Regions from separate parts of the Pan troglodytes genome. Here region 2 is linked to region 1. A link is a contact called in public Hi-C data. All regions are on one chromosome and are shown on one strand. The core of a region is the stretch at or near the end of the contact, and the rest is flanking DNA. Distances in the headings are between cores, read along the strand shown.

The links. Hi-C and Micro-C count contacts between places; a contact is called where the count stands out from the background.
Region 2: a Hi-C map of induced pluripotent stem cells shows a contact between it and region 1, with 1.8 times the contacts expected there. The contact joins the promoter of LOC134808364 here to the enhancer-like site in region 1. A contact is called at or near these places in 3 of 7 Hi-C or Micro-C datasets (induced pluripotent stem cells, a lymphoblastoid cell line and stem cell-derived neural progenitor cells) and 1 of 1 datasets of contacts at active chromatin or transcription factors (stem cell-derived excitatory neurons).

Annotation. Positions count from the first base shown.
Region 1 is chr15:63,147,098-63,153,997 of NHGRI_mPanTro3-v2.0_pri, forward strand. No RefSeq gene overlaps it. Among named protein-coding and RNA genes, the nearest start is that of MAX, 71 kb to the left of the region's middle. Within about 2 kb of position 4,009, at least 3 of the 24 cell types and tissues checked have an H3K27ac peak or open chromatin away from gene starts, as enhancers often do. A contact at or near this core is called in induced pluripotent stem cells, where this site is marked.
Region 2 is chr15:63,389,387-63,395,919 of NHGRI_mPanTro3-v2.0_pri, forward strand. LOC134808364 reads right to left here and starts at 1,309. Exons shown (of 1, transcript XM_063793560.1): 1 at 1-1,309. The coding sequence starts at 697. The coding sequence ends at 170. It also overlaps a transcript of FUT8 not described here.

The sequences.
Region 1 (6,900 bases), core at 2,759-5,258:
CTTGGCTAGTAAAGACAGAGATGATTTATCACAGGCTTTCCCCGGCGCTCGGTTCTGCCGGAAGCACCTCCAGCCTGCGGTGAGTTCCAGCGAGGAGGGCAATGCAGACATCATACAACCGGGTTTTCTCTCCTCCATCCCTTCCAGTGGCATTTCTGCGGCAAGAAGACTTGAGTTCCTTCTATATAACCCAGGTCATCTCCCGGCCCCTTTTCTGAGATGAAAGTGGCTGTCTCTAACCTCTGACAACGTCTCCGGCGTCCTGCCGACACGATGTGAATGCCAGCGGCAGCAGTGCGCTGACTTCCAGGAGGGGGCAGTGGGGCTGGGGGACATGAGGAGGCTGTAGGTGCCAGACCGTCTGAACAAATGAGGAGAGGAGGGGAGTTCTTTCTCCTCCTGTTCCTTTTCCTCCCTACTTCTCTCTCACCTTCCCACTTCCCTGACTGTCCTCTCTACCCTGCTACTTCCTCAGTAGGTCTACTGTGAAATGGACTGGACATACATCAGGACCGGGAGAAGAGAGAGGAAGTCATGTCCTCACTTAGGAAATGAGTCTGGTCTCTAGGAAGATTATAAAATGTATGTAAATAAACATCTTGTTATTTCGTTGGAACTCTAAAATTCACTGGCATAGATGCTGTGCTTTCTCATAATGTTAAAAATTAGATTCTTGAATGCTGTTTAAACATTCATAATTTGGAGAAATAGCCTGGACCAGAGTTTTGGAGAATCCACCTTCAAAAATAACCCTAGCTGGGGGGCAGTAACATGCACCTGTAATCCCAGCTAGTCAGGAGGCTGAGGTGGGAGGATTGCTTGAACCCAAGAGTTTGAGGCTGCAGTGAGCCATGATCACCTCTGTAAATAGCCACTCTGCACTCCAGCCTGGGCTATGTAGTAAAAGATACCCTGTTTCATTAAAAAAAAAGAAGAAGAAGAAGAAGAAGAAGAAGAAGAAGAAGAAGAAGAAGAGGAGGAGAAGAAGAAAAGAAGAAGAAGAAGAAGAAGAAGAAGAAGAAGAAGAAGAAGAAGAAGAAGAAGAAGAAGAAGCAGCAGCAGCAGCAGCAGCAGCAGCAGCAGTAGCAGGAAGGAGCTCCCGTTCAAATCTTGGACAATCTGAACTTTTAAAAAATAATAATAATAATCGACTGGGCATGGTGGCTCATGCCTGTAATCCCAGCATTTTGGGAGGCCAGGGCAGGTGGATCACCTGAGGTCAGGAGTTCGAGACCAGCCTGGCCAACACGGTGAAACCTCATCTCTACTAAAAATACAAAAATTAGCTGGGCATGGTGGTGAGCACCTGTTTTCCCAGCTACTCGGGAGGCTGAGGCGGGAGAATTGCTTGAACCCAGGAAGCGGAGGCTGCAGTGAGCCAAGATCACACCACTGCACTCCAGTCTGGATGACAAAAGGGAGACTTCATCTAAAATAATAATAATAATAATAATAATAATAATAATAAATTGGATAAAATGTGAACATCTAAGTCCATATTAATATAAGCAAATAAATAAATGGAGAAAAAGAAAAAGGCTTTCCTTAGAGTAAAATTACAACTAATATAGGTATAAGAAATGATAAAATTAGAAAATGACCATTTGGTAAACCTTAGAGTCATTGATTCAGGCAAGAATTATCAAGGGATGTTAAAACTAGTGGGTAAAAATTTGATGAGAAACAGTGTATTTACACAATCTCAAAGTAGATCCTCATAAAACACCTATTGATTTCAAAGAGAAAAATAATAACTTTACAGTAGAGAGGACTGATAATCCCCACCTGAATCAAATGATCAAAGTTAACATCGCAAGGGACAAATGGGACAGATTGATAGCATATATCTCCTGATGTATGTGCGCCGAAGGACATGATATCACCTCTGTGGTTTTCCTGCCAAAAAGGTACAACCGGAATCTAATTGTGAGGAAACATCAGACTAATTTAAAAGGAGGGACAGTCGATTAAATAAATGGCTTACATTCTTCAAAAATGTCAGTGTCATGAAAGACAAAGCTGAAGAACTATTCTAATTGAAGAAACCTAAAAAGACATGATATTGCTGGCCAGGTGCGGTGGCTCACGCCTGTAATCCCAGCACTTTGGGAGGCCGAGGTGGGCAGATTAAGAGGTCAGGAGATCGAGACATCCTGGCTAACACAGTGAAACCCCGTCTCTACTAAAAATACAAAAAAAAAAAAAAAAAAAAAAAAATTAGCCGGGCGTGGTGGCTGGCGCCTGTAGTCCCAGATACTCGGGAGACTGAGGCAGGAGAATGGCATGAACCCGGGAGGCAGAGCTTGAAGTGAGCCGAGATCGCGCCACTGCACTCCAGCCTGAGCGACAGAGTGAGACTCCGTCTCAAAAAAATTAAAAAAGGCCGGGCGCGGTGGCTCACACCTGTAATCCCAGCACGTTGGGAGGCCGAGGCGGGTGGCTCACGAGGTCAGGAGATCGAGACCATCCTGGCTAACACGGTGAAACCCCGTCTCTACTAAAAATACAAAAAATTAGCCGGGCTTAGTGGCGGGCGCCTGTAGTCCTAGCTACTTGGGAGGCTGAGGAAGGAGAATGGCGTGAACCCGGGAGGCAGAGCTTGCAGCGAGCCAAGATCGCACCACTGCACTCCAGCCTGGGCGACAGAGCGAGACTCCGTCTCAAAAAAAAAAAAGTCATGACATTGTTAAGAGGTTGGATTTGATGTTGGATCAAAACATTTTTTTCTCTTTATAAAGAACATTATTTTGCTCTTATAAAGAACATTATTAGAATAACTGGTGAAATTTTACATCAGAAAGATGTATAGTTTAGATAATAGTGTTGTGTCAATATTAATTTCCCGAGTTAGATAATGTATTTGAGTTATGAAAAAGAATATTCATGTTTTTTAGGAAACATACACTCAAGTATTTAGGGATAAAGGGGGATCTTATCTGCACCTTACTCTCAAATGGTTCAGAAAACAGTCTACATAGGGAATGAAAATCAGAAGCAGACAGGGTGAAAAGGACACAGGAATTGTCTGTACTTTTGTATTTTTCTGTGAAAAGTACTTTGTGCTTTTCTGTAAGTCTGAAATGGTTTCAAAAGAAAAAGTTCCCCATCTGCAGACTCAGAAATCCTTTTCAGTGAATTTTCTTCCCAGTCTTTTCTTTCCCTCCCTCTGATGGTGTGCCTTAGTATTTCCGTCCTCACAGCTCCCTTTACAAAGCAGAATTCTGTCGAATGGGGGAGTGTGAGGAAGGGGTGTGTGTGAGTGTGTGTGTGTGGGGTGAGTGTGTGTGAATGTGTGAGTGTGTGGGGGTGTGTGTGGATGTGAGAGTGTGTGTGTTATGTAAGAGTGTGAATTGTGAGTGTGATATGTGAGTGTAGGTTGTGTGTGTGTAAATGTGTGAGTGTGCTGAGTGTGTGGGGGTGTGATGGTATGTGTGAATGTGGCGTGTGTGTGTGTGTCAATTTGTGTGTGATGTGAGTTGTGAGAGTGTGTGTGAATTTATGTGTGATGTCAGTGAGTTGTGTGTGATGTGTGTGAGTTGTATGTGATGTGTGTGTGTTGTGTGTGTGAATTGTGTGAGTATGTGATATGTGTGTGTGAGAGTCGTGAGTGTGTATGTATAGTGCAACTACTCCCTCAGGATGTCACAGAGGCAAACCATAAAGCCGGGATAAAGTCAGTTGTTACGATGCCGAATAAGGCCAGTGAATGAAGTCAGAAGCCCCTTGGTGGTTCTTTTCAGATTTCTGTGGACAGGAGGGTGTGGTCTCCGCGGGATGCACTGACCCAGCTCAGAGAGCTGAGAGCATGTGAGAAACAAGACCGAGTTCCTAGTCTGCATGCTCGCCCACTCTCACTGTCTCCCCCTCCCCTGCTCTCTTTCTCACACACTCCTCTCTCTTTCCTCTTCTGTCCGAGAGTGCCTTTGAATACTCTGGAACCAGGTGAAGGGGCCATTTTCTCTCTGGGACAGACATCTCTCCACAGCAGGGGGACATTCTTCCCTGGGGCCAGAGAGCAAGGTTCAGTATGCGGAGCCCGCTAACTTTGGGTTCAGACCTTGGCAGGGTGGGGTGAGGGCAGCCTTGTGAGGTCTAATGCCTCCTCCCGCTACATTTGGTCTGGCTTGTTTAGAACCTTGTATCCAGGTCCAATAACCTGGTATACGAGTCCCAAAGCACTTACCCTAATGCCTGCACAATGGTCATGGCATGAAAAGACTCCAAAGGCAGGTTTGCCAGATGCTGCATTAAAATTCATTCCCCTACTTTCTCAAACAGCCATTCACTTTAATTCACTCATCTCACTATCACAAGCTGCAGTGAAGCAGAAAGTGGTTCTGCTATTTTTAAATGATCCCAATGGAATGAAATAATGTCTTGATTCCTTCCCAGTGGTCTAGGGACAATCAAAGTGAAGACTAGGGGATGGGCAAGGTAGAACTCACCCTCTCTTGGAAGTGGGCATCTATCTGTCTAACTCTTAGCTCTTTAGAGCACTGACTTTTGCTTGGAGGGAAACAGAGAAGAAAAAAGAGTCATTTTCAGTTCTGAAAAGATATTTGTCTCAATCCACCAACATCTACCAGATATGAGTTATATAAATCAAATAGGCACAGAGCTTCAGGCTAGCCTGTGACAAAGAAAATTTAAATATTTAAGAGCTAGTCATGAAGGTACCAGGAAAGGGAGATAAAAAATAAATAACTAAAATTAAAATTAAAGAAAGAGCTGGTGAACCCTTATCTGATCAGCTTGGAGTTCATTTTCACTCCAAGACACTAAGTCTAAGCCCTTTTATTTTTTAAATTTTATTTATTTATTTAGCCACCAAGTCTTGCTCTGTTGTCCAGGCTGGAGTGCAGTGGGGTGATCACGGCTTATTGCAGCTTTGACCTCCTGGGCTCAAGTGATCCTCCCCCCTCAGCCTCCCAAGTAGTTAAGACTATAGGTGCACACCACCACACCTGGCTAATATTTATTTATGTATTTATTTTGTAGAGATGGAGTCTCACTATGTTGCCCAGGCTAGTCTCGAACTCCTGGCCTCAAGTGATCCTCCCATCTTGGCCTCCCAAAGTGCTGGGATTACAGATGAGCCACGGAGCTTGGCTAAGCCCTTCTAAAAGCCATACGCTGTTCATTCCTGTGGAGAAGGTGGACCCCATGGCTGGGGCCAAGGTTGTGTATTGATTACAGAGGATCCAACTTTCTGCTTCTCATGTGGCCCATTTGCCCACATATTAACCTCCAAATGGCTTTCCTCCAGGGATGCTATGTACAAAATAGCAGCATCTTTTGGCAATCAAGTGGGAATCAGTCAACTAATAACTAGATATTAAATGTAGACCATACTCGGTGCTTGGATAACCCTGTAAAAAATAAAAGTAGCTCTGGCCAGGTGCGGTGGCTCACGCCTGTAATCCCAGCGCTTTGGGAGGCTGAGGCAGGCGGATCATGAGGTCAGGAGATCGACAGCATCCTGGCTAACATGGTGAAACACTGTCTCTACTAAAAATACAAAAAATTAGCTGGGCATGGTGACGGGCGCCTGTAGTCTCAGCTACTCGGGAGGCTGAGGCGGGAGAATGGCGTGAACCTGGGGGCGGAGCTTGCAGTGAGCCGAGAGCATGCCACTGCACTCCAGCCTGGGCGAGAGAGCCAGACTCCGTCTCGAAAAAAAAAAAAAAAACTAGCGCTAAGATGGAAGTGTGTATGATGAAGAAACTCCCTGCATCATCACAGTAACTGAAACGGGGATAGCCAAGAAGGGCTCCTTCATCTGGGCTGATTCACTCAGACTTCTAGGGCCTAATGCTGTGGGAGGGATTTTAGTGTTTTTTTTCAAGGTTTCCATATGGCAAGATAGCATTAACTCTTAGATGGAAAATGCACCGTTTTCATAGGGCAACATATACCTTCTTTTCTTTTGCCAGTCTGAGGAAGCACATTAACAGTTTCAGAGCCAATATTTATAATTTTAGCAGAAATGTTCTCACAAAGATCTCAAAACTCCTATAACAGACTTGTGAAAGAATTACTATATTTAAGGAGTGGGAAGTCTGTAAGAAGCTCCATGGCAGAGGGAGGAGTTGAGCTGAGATGTCCAAGACCCAGAGCCTTTCTCCAGTATTGTGGGTGGTGGCTGTGGGTTGGGATGGGTGTCACTGTTGTCTTGTCGGGGTGAGTTTTGCCAGGGATTCTATTTTCCACATACCATCTCGGCAGTGGTTTATTTTGGTGTATGCTCAGAACTTGGGCAAAATTATTGACTATAAATGGGCTTAAATCTCTCTTCTAGTCGATTGAGTGCATACTTAGGACATAGTATTTTATGACACCATTATATTCTATGTATCTTGATTATAGGAGAACACTATAATCCTATTGTATTCATCATATTCACTGTAGTGAGTTAAAGAAGGTTTAAAATTCTTTGCCTCTCTTACTATCAAGAAGTGTGGTCTATTTTCTATTTCTTTGAAACAGACCAACTCTGACACTGGTTTTGACAAATAGAATACACTGGAGGCCAAACACAGTGGCTCACATCTGTAATCCCAGCACTTTGGGAGGCCAAGGCAGGTGGATCACTTGAGCCTAGGAGTTTGAGACCAGCCTGGCCAATGTGGCAAAACCTTGTCTCTACAAAGAAATTTAAAAAATTAACTGGGCATGGTGGCACATGCCTATAATCCCAGCTACTTGGGAAGCTGAGGCAGGAGGATTGCTTGAGCTCAGGAGGTTGAGGCTGCAGTAACACTGTGTAACTTCTAAGGCTGGGCCCTGAGATATCCGTAGCTTCCAATTTTGTCCCACTTGGGAGCAGTTGCCATATAAGAAATCTGGTTACCTTGAAACTTCTATATCATGAGGAAGCTCAACCTTACCACGTGGAGAGAG
Region 2 (6,533 bases), core at 59-2,558, 240 kb after region 1:
GCACTGCATTCTCTGGAGGCGGGTCTCCTCCCGGGATCCGCTCGCGCCCCGCTCAGCCTTCGGCCTTCAGGCGGTAGAGGGCGGCCTACGCCTGTGTGCGAGCCGGCGCCGGCGTGCGCAGCCGCTGCCCTGCTGGAACTGTGCCGTCCCGCTGTGGCCCGCGGCTCTGCTAGGCGGTGGATGCTGCTGCTACGCTCTCCACCGGCGCAGCGAGGAAGGGGGCGGGGAGAAGCCCTGGCACATGCCAGGGTCGCCGTAGGTGGCAGCGGCCGGCGCATGCGCGCCCTCTCTCAGAAGCCAGGAACGCCGAGGGGCGCGCGCCCCCATTCGCGCGCGCACGCCGGCGCTGGCCGAGGCTTCCCCGCCTGCGCTCGTTGTCAGAGCCGCTCCGGCGCGTGCGCGCGTTATCTCCGGCCGACCCGAGGAGCCGGTTCCCTCCGCTCCAGGCCCCCTCCCCATCCCGCCCCCGCCGCCTGGCCCCAGCCGACCCGTCCCTTCCTCTCCCCGCGGAATGGGGCCGGCACTGCTCAGGGTCGCGCGCCCTGGACCCGGCTCGCTCTCGGTCTCGCGCTGTCAGCGACTGCCCGGCTCGCGCCGCCTCGCGCTCTGCCTCAGTCAGTGGCGCCGAAGGCTCCGTTAAGCGGCGGCGGCGGTTCCTGTTTCCGTTTCTTCCTCTCCGTTCGGTCGGGAGTAGCATCCTCCACTCAGCCACCCTTCCCACTCCCCCAGCGTGGGGCAGCTGCGGCTGAGGGCTGTGGCTTTGGCAGCTGCGACGGGGAGCGGCGGAGACCGCCTCTGCTCCCGCCTGGGGTAAGGGGGCGTTTTGGGAGCCGGGCCCCGCGCGCCTCGGGGTCTTGGGCTGGGCTGGGCTGCGCGCGGGATCTGAGGAGGCTCCGCGGCTGTCCCTGCTCGTTTCCCCGGGCGACCCCCGGGCCTGTTGCTGCAACTGCTGCCGGTTAACCAGCGGCTCTCGGAAAAGTGGGGAGGGAGCCCCCGGGACGCTCTGGCGGATGCCTTGGCGCAGCCCCGGGGGCGCGGGCAGAGGGTGAGGGGCGCCCGCCTCTCCAGCCGGGACGCGGAGCTGCGCCGCTGCTGCCCTCCGCGTCGCGCATCCTTGCCTAGGGCAGGGGCCAAAGCCTAGGGAAGGAGAAGGGTTGGGGGCGGGGGTGGGAGGTGTCCGTCGTTTCCCCTCCACACCTACCTTCCCTTCGTCAGCAGCTCGGTCCCTGGAGTCGCGGTTTGTGGGGAGGAAGATGCCCGTGCGTTATGGGCTCTCTCTGAGTGCTGCTCGGGCTAGAAAGCAGGGAGTGGACCCGCACAAAGATCCGCGAGGGACTGATGCAGGGCAGTTAAAGGCTTGAGTGCAGCTGTACTCCCTTTTGATGTGCAAATGACGAGCTGGCGGCTTTTGAGTATCAACTTATTTGGGAAGGTTAAATGAGTCCATATTTAATCAGTTCTAGGAGGTTTGTCCTGCAGGATTGAGTGGGTTGTCGGGTGCAGCACCTGTTCTTTCTTCACAGTGGGGATTGCAATCTTCAGAGACGCAGTGTATTTCTTAAGTGGCAGTGTCATGCTTAGGGTTTGTCCCGGATGAGCTTTTATTTTAGCATTTTGCCGTATAATATAGATTGAGGCCTTGGTTAAAGGCACGGACAGGTGGTGTTTTTTCCTTCCTATGTTTTAATTATTCACAGTTTATTTAAACCCACTCAGGAAGGTGGACCCAGAAAAGCCAAATTCTCCAGTACATAACCCCAAATTTCAACGTTTTGCGGAACAAATTCAATACAAGTTTTGTGTCAGTTTAGAGTTAAACGCATCTCAAGTAACTGACTTAACTGGCTTGCCTCTATGAAAACTGTAGGCAGATTTCATTATAGTTTTTTTTTTTTTCTTGTTATTCCGGCGGTTAGGTGCATGTTTATTTTCTTGATTAAATTTACATTCTATGTTTTATGACTAATTCTTTAAATAGGGGCATCACATAGAAAGTATTTTAGGAGAGAAATTATTTAAGCACTACAGTATATCAGATATATGAGAAATAATGGAGTTGTAGTCTCTGCTCTTTAAAATAACTGTAAAAACATCTTAAAACCCTATGCCAAATAATAAGGCCCTGTACCTTGCTGTCCTTGTGAAATCTGCTATGTGTATAGAAAATCTTAATTACTTGATTTATAAATACTACGGTAGTATTGAAAAGGTGGGAATTCAAGCATTTGTAATTGTGATTTCACAGGTTTAGTGTGTAAAAAATGCAGGGAGTTAGAGATGAATAGGCTATAAGACACGTACAAAGACATGGATTTTCTTTTTGCTGCCTTATAAATTGAGAATTCTGTTTGAATTCAAGAGCTGAACAGCTGGAATGAAACTTGTATAGATTGCAGAAACAGATGCAAAAATGTATCTTTGGTCAAGTTGTGAGTTAACTTGAAGAGTGTCTTGTGTAATAGGATAGTGATTCAAAATAATTTCCATAAAGTACGGCCTTATATAGGTTATATTTTGAGGATATTTTTGAATTTAAAAAGTCACCTGAAGTTGTTTTCCTACAAATCAGTTCTGTTTAAGACGTATAGAATCGAAAAAAACAAAACAAAACAGTAATTCTGATTACATCCTGCATTGTTTTGTTGCAAATTCTTACCAGTTATTTTTACGCAATTGGAGTGTCCTTAAAAGTGGTGAATCTTAAAATTTGCTAGTGGATTGGAAAAACCTGTTAACTTATTATTATTTTTAAAAATGCTGTTATATTAGTACATTGGTCTGGAGGGGGAGCTAGTGCCAAAGCAAAGTATAGCTTAATAGCTGTTTGAACTTTTAAAACACCCAAAACCAGATTTTTATGACCAAAAGAAACATAAACTTTTAATTAAAAGAGTACGAAATTGATGTGGGCATATATATGTACATAGTTATTTGTGGAGTGAATATATTGTGTATTACAAATTAGTTTAAAGAAGTCTTTTCATGAGCTGCAATAATGGAAAGCTAAATGCTTAAAGATTTATTGGATTTCTCATTTTAAAATCTCTAAAATGTATCCCCAAACTTAGAGTATGTTATAGTATTTTCTTAACCTTCTTGTCCTGTTCATCAGAATCTAAGGCATGTATTCTTGACCCATTGTACATGTTGTGTGTTCTTAAATTTTGTTTTTATAATAGCTACAATCCTAAAATTTCAAAAACGAAGCTTCAAGTAGAATCTTATATGGGCGAAGGTATTAATTGTGTGGTAAGCTACGTATTTATCAAAAGTAGATGTAATTCCTTTTTTTTTTTTTTTTAAAGTAGAGATAATTCCAATAAAAAAATGGACCTTTTAGACATCTGGAGAACAGTATCCCCAGGTCACTTAACCCTTATCTCCTGCAGTATAATGCAGTGAGTCCAGCTGATCTACCAAATTGAATGTGTGCCTTTGAATACGAAGCAGTTGTTTTGTGGCCTGTGGCATTTCATTTAGGTTTCTAAGCTGTAATAAATTAGTATGTTAATTTACTTCTTTCCATTCACATATTCTTTAAATCCAAGCCTAGAGACTGATAATTATATGTATATTAAAATCATTGGAATATTGGTTTCTTTGCAGATAGTGTTTGGGCTGTTTATTATCCATAGCTCTTCATTATGTAAATAGAATCTCAATGCTGATAAAGTAAATAGATTCTTCCATTTCATTAATGGTTATTTTTGATTTATGATAAACTGCATTTAATAAATCTCTTGATTTAGTTAAATGGTGGATACATCATTTCATATTATAGCAAATTGATAAATATAAAAGAAAGTTTTACAATCATAAGAGTAAATATTTAAAAAAACTTGAATAAGTTACTTTACTAAACATAAAATTAAGATTTTTAAACAACTCTGAAACTAAAAGTATTACTATTATGGTACTTTTTTTTTTTTTTCCCCCAATAGAGATGTGATCTTGCTGTTTTGTCCAGGTTGGCCTTGAACTCCTGGGCTCAAGCGATCCTCCTACCTCAGTCTCTTGAGTAGCTGGGACTATAGGCATGTGCTACCACAGCCAGCTTTATTATAGTACTTTTGTACCCTGCATCAATGCTGCTTCTGTTGATACTTTTCAAAGGAGATATCAACTTCTGGTCTTCAACAGTAGTGTAGCATCCTCTTATTGATTCTCTGGCTCATATTTCACTACCATGTAGTATGGAGTTTCTTTCTTGGAGTTTGAATTTTTTTACATTGCAGCTTGTTATAGTGAAACAATTAAACATATTTAAAAGTAAAAGATATTTACGACTGATTTTTAAAGAACCTGTAAAAAAATCCCCAACAGAAGAATATTATATGGGGATGTGTAGATTTAACATTTTATTTTCTTTAATTTTTTTTTTTTTTTTTTTGAGATTGGGATTGGGGGTTGTCTCTCTATGTTGCCCAGGTTGGAGTGCAGTAGTGGCGTGATCATGGCTCACTGCAGCCTTGAACTCCCTGGTTCAAGCCATTCTCCCGCCTTAGCCTCTGGAGTATCTGGGATTACGGGTGCATGCCACCATGCGTGGCTAATTATTTTTTAATATTTGTAGAGATGAGACCTTGGTATGTTGCCCAGGTTTGTCTTGAACTCCTGGGGTCAAGTGGTCCTCACACCTTGGCCTCCTAAAATGCTGGGATTACAGGCGTGAGTCACTGTACCCGGCTCCTTTATTTTATTAAAAAGATTTTTGTTTGTTTGTTTCTAAGTTTAAAAGACAGGGTCTTACCATGTTGCGCAGGCTGGTCTTGAATTCCTGGCCTCAAGTGATCATCCCACCTTGGCCTCCCACAGGCGTGAGCTACCATGCTTGGTCGTAAGATTTTTAAAAAATGGATTAGTTTCAAATCTCAACTTCTCTTTCTTTCAACATTCTAATCTCCTGGCATTTTTTCCTTTCCCCAGCTACCCCCCATCATCCAACAGTCTTCCATTTGGAATAATGGGAAATCAAACCAATAAAGTTAATCTTACCACCCACCAGGCAAAGGTTTTTCTTAATCTCTACAATATTCTGAACATAAAACCCATATAAACTTTATATGATACTACATATTTTCCTTTTAATGGAGGAAGAGCAAATGGGACCTATGGAGTTATGCCGTATTTGTCAATATAAGGGTTACTTTTGTACTCTTACTGAAAGCAGAGTTATAGGGCTAATTTCATTTAAATTTTCTTACCCATCTACTTTAAAAAAATACCTCTTTGTGGTAGTCTTTTTTTTGGTCAGAAAATGACAATGTGAAGGAGAAATACGTTTTGAATTTATAAATCTTCTTTTAATTAACAAATTATACCAATATAAGGGTAGTGTTATTGTGGTTCAAATTTGCCTTTGCTATTCTGCCTTTTCTTCGATAGTGATTGTATAATTATACTATAACTTCTTCATCGAAGCACTGGAATAAAAGAAAAACTTTTAAAGATCACTACGAAATGCTCACTGTATTTGTTGTATTTTATAACTTGGGTTTTTAAAATTTATTTTTCCGTAAACTGAATAAATATGAAAATGAACTTGAAAGATCTTGTCACAGCCTTGATGACTGGTCAGAATAAAGTTCACATTATAAAATAATAAAACATTGATAATAATCTTAGATGAAAATGGAAAATTAAGCTAATGTTTATTTTAGAACCTGAGTAATGAGTTTATATCATGTAGCAATGAGGCACATGAAGACGGTTAGAATTAGTTTTTCTAATGAATAAACTTCATGATATAAACTTGAAAGTGCAGAAATGCTATAACTTTCTGATTGTAAACTTGAACAAAAGTAAAATGAAAATGGGAGAGTCCTCTTAATTACCTTTAACGTATAACTAAAATGAACCTGTGTATCTGTCTAAGTGTTATTTGATCAAGACTTTCAATGGACAATGAATGAGTTTTAAGTTTTTATCAATGTTGTGACTGATTTTTCTATAATATCCCTTAAATGAGATATCAAATTCTAATAATATCTAGAACCAGATTAAATTTGGTTAGAGTATAAACAATATTTACAAACCATCAAAACTATAATAAAAGCATTGTAATGTTATTTAATGACTTAAGTCAACATTCCATAAGCTAATCTAAGCATTTCTACAATTAATACAATTGATAGTAATATCTTAATTAGTGGTAAAGTGGACAGATATAATTTATAGATTCTGTATTGTCTGGGACCTTGGGGCAGTCAGTGAAGAGAGGGAGATAGAGAGAGGAGCATACTGGTTGATGAGCTTGCCTTATTTGGAGATGAAGGAGATTTATTCAGTTTTTCTCTTTCCCTCTACTTTCTTCTCCTTGTTTGTCATCCTCTTCTAGCAATGGTAAGAAATGCGGGAATTGACCATCTTTACAGTATACTTTTTTCCTTAGAGTCCATAGAACATTTCCAGGTAAAACATTAGTTTTTATGTTATAATAGGTTTATTATAATGATTTCATTTCCTTTTGAGGTGGTAGGCAAGAGACTAGAAGAACTTCATTTGTATAGCATTTAATATTATTTATTAAAAAT